Linked DNA regions of Sus scrofa: all the other regions are linked to region 1. The links are chromatin contacts, called in public HiChIP or PLAC-seq maps. All regions are on one chromosome and are shown on one strand. Each heading gives the region's core, a stretch centred on a gene start, on an enhancer-like site or on the middle of the called end of the contact. The rest is flanking DNA. Distances are from core to core; before and after follow the strand shown.

What was found. HiChIP or PLAC-seq counts read pairs in DNA pulled down with a chosen protein or histone mark.
Region 2: an H3K27ac HiChIP or PLAC-seq map of skeletal muscle shows a contact between it and region 1. The contact joins the promoter of FILIP1 here to the enhancer-like site in region 1. A contact is called at or near these places in 7 of 47 Hi-C or Micro-C datasets (adipocytes, embryonic fibroblasts, fibroblasts and 2 more) and 1 of 2 datasets of contacts at active chromatin or transcription factors (skeletal muscle).
Region 3: a contact with region 1 is called in an H3K27ac HiChIP or PLAC-seq map of skeletal muscle. The contact joins two enhancer-like sites. A contact is called at or near these places in 3 of 47 Hi-C or Micro-C datasets (alveolar macrophages, embryonic fibroblasts and fetal skeletal muscle) and 1 of 2 datasets of contacts at active chromatin or transcription factors (skeletal muscle).

What each region holds. Positions count from the first base shown.
Region 1 is chr1:90,496,455-90,498,984 of Sscrofa11.1, forward strand. The region is part of intron 1 of FILIP1 (filamin-A-interacting protein 1); the gene reads left to right. Among named protein-coding and RNA genes, the nearest start is that of FILIP1, 70 kb to the left of the region's middle. Within about 2 kb of position 1,262, at least 11 of the 83 cell types and tissues checked have an H3K27ac peak or open chromatin away from gene starts, as enhancers often do. A contact at or near this core is called in skeletal muscle, where this site is marked.
Region 2 is chr1:90,426,261-90,428,790 of Sscrofa11.1, forward strand. It overlaps FILIP1 (filamin-A-interacting protein 1), which reads left to right and starts at 1,269. Exons shown (of 7, transcript XM_021092328.1): 1 at 1,269-1,775.
Region 3 is chr1:90,565,699-90,568,228 of Sscrofa11.1, forward strand. The region is part of intron 3 of FILIP1 (filamin-A-interacting protein 1); the gene reads left to right. Among named protein-coding and RNA genes, the nearest start is that of TMEM30A, 72 kb to the right of the region's middle. Within about 2 kb of position 1,268, at least 4 of the 83 cell types and tissues checked have an H3K27ac peak or open chromatin away from gene starts, as enhancers often do. A contact at or near this core is called in skeletal muscle, where this site is marked.

The DNA of each region.
Region 1 (2,530 bases), core at 12-2,511:
TCTGTTGTAGCTTCACTATCTACAAATAACCTGTGATAATGCACGCATCCTCTTTGATTCATATTTTCTGCTGGAAAGGACCTACTGGCTGGCATACGACTATGCACAGCTGGAGGAAGCATATTCTTGAATTCATGGCAGTAAAACCGATTGTCTTTGGATGGTCACGTGCCACAGTCACAGAATGTAACAGATAATGAAGGAATTGTTACAATGCAGCTTGGCTAAGACAGCCATTGTAGGTAAGGTCTTGTCCCTAAAATGTGTCTTTTCAATAAATCAGTTCATGAAAACTCATAGCTTACCCCTCTGAAGAAGATAACTGTTAGTGGTCTCCTGCCGTAGCTGGAGAAACTGAGGTACAAAGTGAGTGGTTAATTTCTTTGAAATGGCCTGTGAGCAGTTCATTTCCCTGGAATGTCCAGGTTGCCTCTTAGCCAACATTGCTGATGACTAATTCTTGACACAGTTCTTCCTCAGCTCAAATATATTCTCAGCAAACCACTGGGCTCATGACCAATGATCCCTGCTCTGCTTTGTCCATTGGAAGTATTAGAAGCTTTCAAGGTCACTGTTTGTATGTATCTTTGATATCATCCCTTTGGACCATGTTCCAGGCAGTTACCTCATGGTGAGTATCTCTGCAGAGATCCTCACTGTAACAACACATCAGTAACTGTTACTGAAATATCACAGACCCAGGCTCTCCTATGACCCAACTCTGGCCAAGAGGTTTTCTGAAATGAGGAGTGTGAGGAAGATGAGAAAGTCAATATCCTTATAAACTAAGCTGTACTCCTAATAAAAGAAAAGAAAACAAGAACAAAACATTGACATCACTTCAGAATCCAGCTTGTTTTCTTTACAGAGATCATTTAAGTTTGTTCATACCAACTCATATATTTTTCTTCCCAGCTGATGGCCACATGCTTCAAGAACACAAATTCTTTTCCTTCTGATTTTATCCTCCTTCTACCTGCTTCTCCGTCTGTTGTTTTGCAACACTGCAGTCCTTGGATAGAGGCTTGGCTGGTCAGGATGTGCTTATCCTGGGCAGACAGACAGAGGATTCAGTGAAAGCAGCGACTGGTCATGCTGGGTTTGTCTGAGAACCGTCTGTCTTCTTCTTACTTCTGCCTTCATAGTAGCTTGCTTAGGAACGCAGGGATATTTCTCCAGTTTGATTCTGTCTGCATGGAAAAGCAAGAACCAGGGATTGAGGCTGTAGCAGTTAACTTGGCTTTTTCTCATTCCTGAGCTGGAGCCAAGTGGCACTGGCTGCGTGCAGTGACATCATGTTGGCACCTTGAAGTTGGCCACAGTGCGTGTATTTACACCAGGGTTAGTTGCAAATGCTACCTAATAGTCAGGGATTATTTTTCTTTTTCTGAAGAGTTGACTTCCCAGTATGTCATTGCCCTTTGCCCTTAACCTATACCTGAAGGATTTCTGCCAATGTCCAAGAAAACTTTATCAGAATTCTGACACATTGTGGACACAAGATGACAATCCATAAAGTTAGGAAGGGAGGAATTCTTTACCTGAAACATCATCAAAATATAGTTTGGGGAAGTTCCCTGGTGGCGCAGTGGGTTAAGGAGCTGGCATTGTCACTTCTGTGGCTCGGGTTTGATCCTTGGCTCAGGAACTTCTGTGTGCTACAGGCATGGCAAAAAAAAAAAAAAAAAAAAAAAAGATAGTTTGGGGACAGGGCTTTATCTGACCTGTAATCTCCATGACTATCCCTTTAAAGCTCCACCAAATAAATATTGACCTTTTAAACCACAAGTGTGCTTTCTAAGCAAATGCTGCTTCAAGTTGACCTATAATCCCTTATTCCTGCTTCCAACTAGGCTACTCCCACAGGTTCTCCTGTCTCTGGGAAAACTCAGGAGTCACCCTTGCTCCCAACATCGGTACGTCCAGTTACAGATGAAGCTTTTTATCCTGGGACTCTTGTGACTTCAGTGATTGTAAGAACTTCAGAAGCATCGAGGATTCTGGGAGTTCTCATTGTGGCTCAGTAGGTTAAGGACCAAATGTTGTCTCTGTGAGAATGCGGGTTTGATCCTTGGCTTCGCTCATTGGGTTAGGGATCTGGTGTCGCTGCAAGCTGCAGTGTAGATTGCAGATTCGCTTGGATTTGGCATTGCCGTGGCTGTGGTGTAGCCCGGCAGCTGCAGCTCTGATTCGACCCCTGGCCCAGGAACCTCTGCCACAGGTGCAGCTGTGGAAAAGAAAAGAAAGAGAAAAACACTGAGGATTCTGGTCCCACCATGGCCTTCAGTTGTGTGAAGTTTGGTTGGTATCTGAGCATTGGGGAGGCTTCCGCCTTTCCTGAGATCTCTTCTTTCTTGCCTTTGATAACTTCACAGCAGCTTCAGTGATGACAGCACAGGCCATTGGCAGCAAATGGAGGGATATGTCAGAAAGATTCTGGGGCAGCATTGAGGAACTCAGTTACCCCTTCCACTTGGAAACTTCCAGAAAGAGATGAGTGAGGTCTTAGAGGAGAGCCTGTAGGTCCCTA
Region 2 (2,530 bases), core at 19-2,518, 70 kb before region 1:
CCTAAAATCTTAAAATTATGTCTTTACTTGTCTCCTTGGTCAACTTCAGTTTGCATGTCAAAAAAAATGGATATCTTTAAGCTGATAAATTAATCTCAGGAAAGGGGTCAACCCTTTTAGTGGCATTGGTAAGATTTTTGTCAGGGCAATATTCTAGTGTGTTAGACAGTGATGCTGTGTGTATGTGTGTTCCTTTCTACTTTTTTTTTTTTTTTTTTTTTTTGCATTTAGGGCTGCATCCACAGCATATGGAGGTTCCCAAGCTAGGACTCAAATCAGAGCTACAGCTGCCCACCTACACCAGAGCCACAGCAAGGTGGGATCCAAAGCACATCTGCGACCTACACCACAGCTCATGGCAATGCTGGATCCTTAACCCACTGAGCTAGGCCAGGGATCAGACCTGAATCCTCATGGATGCTAGTCGGACTTGTTTCTGCTGCATCATGACAGGAACCCCCTCCTTCCTACTTTGTGGCTAAAAGGCTGTCAGTTCCTCTTACTGTTACTTTCACATATGTAATTAGTAAGACAGTCCCCAAAACTAGTTAGTTAGTTTTAAACACACATTTTTTTTTTTCATGAGTCTTAATCTTGGCCGATTCCTACTATTTTATGATATAGAATAAAACCAATAAAACATCTTGAGACCCTCTTCATGTTGGACTTTCAGGGTAGAAGTGACCCCACTCCTGGTTGTGGAGACTTTGGGGTTAATGATGAGGCAAAGCTCTGACCACTGGAGGTTCTCAAGTCCTGGTTTTTCTGGAGCGTTCTCCATTTCTTGCTTTAAGTGAATGACCTGAGTGAGAAGGCTAAGATTTTCCTTCTTAACCTCACTCCTTTCAGAAACACACCCTTAACAGACATTCCTTCACGGTTACCTTATTTTAATAACAGTCAGGTATGTAAGCTGGTTTGGTCCAATACGACGTGCACGAATGCCACACAACCATGTAAAAAACTGCCTGGAACAGATTTCTTGCTGTGAATTTTTCTAACAGTTGTGATACAGTTTTAAAAGCTTTTTCTATTTATGAACATTTATCTCAGAAAGCCTAACAGAGAAGAATGTTGCAGAAATATCGGTACATTGCTCTCTGTTCCAGACAACTGCTGCTCTTTCTTTTTCAGATTTTAAAACATAAGTCCCCAGTCACAGTCTGCATCTAAGGGCTTCCATCATAATTACCTCTGGGTAACGAGCAGCAGTCCTTAAAAGGGTCTGCCAGTTTCCCTGCAATCTTTCACTGGGCGAGCCGGGCTGTGTCCACTGATAACCCAGCTGCCGAGGAACTGAGGAGCAACAGCTCCAAACTTCTCAGCTGTTGACAGGCTTGACTTGCTGAGAACACTGGTTAAATATAGCACACGCGAGCTCAGCTCCTCAACAAAGTCATTGCTCTGACGGTGTTGTGAAGGGAGCAGAAGACGAGAAACCTAATCTCAGAACCCAACAACACCTAGCAACAGTTGAAAAAACTTTTAAACAAAAGTCTGGGTGGGAGATACACAGCAGCCTCCAATTTCTGCTGATCGGGATTTCAGGGAGAAGAAGCTGCTTTCCCCCCTGCTCTCTACCCAGTTTCCTGCATGACTTCAGCTATTGGCCAGTCCTAGGAAAGAAAGTGGGAAAAGCTTTTTCCTCTGTATTCTTTCGGGCTGGATAGTTTTCCAGGACTCCAGTCTCAGGCTGTGGGACAAGCCACTGGGTTCTTCAAAGGATACGCTACCTCCCTAAGGACGTACCCTTGGTTAGACAAGCTGCCAGTCAGGTAAGATAAAAAGCCACAGCTCCTTACTCTCTTAAGCAATTTCTGCTTCCACAAGGAGAGCGCTCTCTCCAAATCTGTGTTGTCTGTTTCCTCTGATTCTCATTGTTCCCCTATGTGATAACACACTTAGGAATTACGGCAGTCACTCTGAATTGCTTTTAAAGATTCTGAAAGTCATCCCTTTCTCAGAATTACCTGATTCCTCTTTCAACACAAAGATTGCTAGGATGTCTAAACAGCCATCAGAATGTTTCTGCCAAGTTATCATTTTCTGGCAGGTAACAGAAATATGACAAAGGACAACTTCACAGTCCTTTCACAATGAAGATGGCTAACCAGTGGAAGGGATATTTTCCCTAGAAGCAGGATAACTTTCATGTATGGAAAGTAGCTGAGCAGCTGGTGTGGTAAACGAAAGTCTTGCCTGGTGTTTGTGTTGCTGTACTTTGCCTTGCTGCTTGCTGGATTCTCTGATTACACTGGTACACCTTGTGCTGGTATTACATCGGACCGTATAACGTCACGGTCACCCCAAGTGCTTCTGACCAGGCACAGAATATGCCTGGCGTTAAATCACAACTTTTGCAGTCTTTGAATATAAACTATTCAGGACCATGCTGTTATGTGTGTCTTTTAAAAAATAGGGGAATTGCTTGTATAAGAGATATGATAGATTCTGATTTTTAAAACTTGAATTGAATATATGAGGACAAATCCTTTCCTAAGTTGCATGTATGTATATGAACACATTTACT
Region 3 (2,530 bases), core at 18-2,517, 69 kb after region 1:
CTCCTGTTCTGTACTTGAGTCAGACCATCTCTCCTAAGAGGGCTCTTCCCATCACAGCACACCCACTCTTGGGCTGCTCCTTCTGCCACCCTGCCCAAATCGCCTTTCATTTGTCTCATCTCTCCTTCCAAATCTACATCTATCTACAAGTTTCTTGGACATGTTCACTCAAGGCCCACCTATGGCAACTAACACCCTGAAAGTCACTCAAATGTGCTTCACCATCCTACCCTGATCTTCTCAGATTTTAATTCTTAAGCCTGTGGAGGTTTTCTGTAACCAGACTGAACAGCTGTTGCTGTCTTCCAGAGAAAGGCCCCCTGCTGGATCTCAAGAAAGACCATCAGCAGTTTCACAAGGTGCTCCTCAAACATTTCTGCATTAACATGCAGGGGAGTCTCGTTGCTCCCTATCTCTATCTCCTCTGTCACCCATTCTGATATAACAATGAAAGAAATAGCTCCTTTTTTAAATAGCCTTATTTTAACAGCACTTAGATCTATTTCCCTTTTGGGTAAATCCAGTTTGGTCTTTAAGACCTCACGTCTCCTCTTAAGTAGATTTCTCTCTTCCTAAATTCCTCCTCCCATGAGTGCTCAGTCAAGACCCAAGCTAACATCATTTCCTGAATCATGATCCTTTTGTCTTAAACATATGGCAATCCCTCCCTGTCTCAAGTTCCCGAACTTCTCCACCAACTTGATTCAGGTACACTCTGTCTTAGTAAATTTTGGCCCTTGGTGTTATGATGATCTCACTCCATTTTCCTTCCACCTCATGCCAAGTGGGAGCTACCCATTTCCAAAGTCATAGGTGTCCATTTCACTTTCACTATTCATTAATAAGAACTGCCGTTCCTCTGCGGTTCGGCCAGTTTGGAGCCTGAAAACCAAAAGCCAAGGGACACAGTGTACGTGATTGATGAGCCCAAAAAGCTCGCAGTTGTGGGAGGTGGTCTTCAGAGTCTCTGGAAAAGCGACAAAGATCCAAGAGGAAAGCCCACCTCAGTTCTCTCCCAAGGGTCTGATACCGTTCCAAACAAAATAACAAGGAACAGGGTTTGGCGCTGCTGATCCATTGCTATGTAGGTTAGTTCTTACATCCAGCATTTAAAACTGAAAGCTAGATCCTAAGACACGAATGCTTTGTTGCTAAGGAGGAATTTACCACCCTTGCAGCTTATAGTCTGGTTCTGCAGTCCTGGGTGAACAACACGGTACAGGCACGAATGTCTCAGCACCCTTCCTCTATGCAGAGTCCAGGAGGAGACTGTCTTCTTGATCAGGCAGTCAGTGCTGAGATTAAGCTGTGCTGGTGTCAGTGGGACGAACGCAGCCCAGAGACACAATAGCCACTACTCTAGGGTCCAGCCCAGGACAGCTGCTGTTGAGAAGAGCCCATCTCAAAGGCTTGCACAGGCAGGACATAGCAAGGCTAAGGCCTAGCTCCTGCCCTAAGCTGCCCTGGAACACAGTATCTACTCTGCTGGCTTTTCTCCAGATGCCCCTACGATGTCTCTCTCAATATCTCAGTCAACCGCCCCATTAATAATGCCCCCATCTTTTCCTCTGGAGTTCCATGGTTACTAGTTGGACTGAGGGATAACTGCAGGAGTCTGACTTAAAACATATAAGTTGGAGTGCCTGTTGTGGCTCAGTGGGTCAAGCATCCAACACAGTGTTTGAAAGGATCTGGGTCTGATCCCTGGCCTCACTCAGTGGGTTAAGGATCTGGTGTGGCTGGGAGCTACAGTGTAGGTTGCAGTGGGTTAAGGATCTCATGTTGCTGTAGCTGTGGTATAGGCCTGCAGCTGCAGCTCTGATTCAATCCCTAGCCCCAGAACTTCCATATGCCATGGGTGTAAAAAAGGACAGAGAAAGAAAGGAAGAAAGAAAGAAAGAGGAGTACCCTTCCTGGCTCAGCAGTTAACGACCCTGACTAGTATCTATGAGGCTATGGGTTCAATGCCTGGCCTTGCTCAGTGGGTTAAGAATCCCATGTTGCCGTGAGCTGTGGTGTACATCACAGGTGCAGCTCAGATCTGGCATTGCTGTGGCCATGCTGTAGGCTGGCGGCTGCAGCTCGGATTCGACCCCTAGCCTGGGAACTTCCATATGCCATGGGTGCAGCCCTAAAAACACAAAAGAAAGAAAGAGGGAGGAGGAGGGAGGGAGAAAGAGGAAGGAAGGATGATGGTGATGAGGTTTCAGCAGTGCTTGCCAAATTCTACAACATACAGTGAAAATTACACTTTGTGGAAAGACGGGAGAGTTCTTGGGGAGAATATTTTATAACAGGGAACTATGCCAGTGAGAAAAATCTCTTGTATAGACTGTCCCGTCAAAACTCCAGAAATGTATCCGAACACAGCCTGCCGGTCCTGAAAACTGGTATGACCGGGGGCAGTTAACCTGGGCTTCTCCTGTCTGTCTGGTCACTTGCATTTTGTTTTATTTTGTTTTTTGTTTTTTGTTTTTTCCTTTTAGGACTGCACTGGCATATGGAAGTTCCCAGGCTAGGGATTGAATTG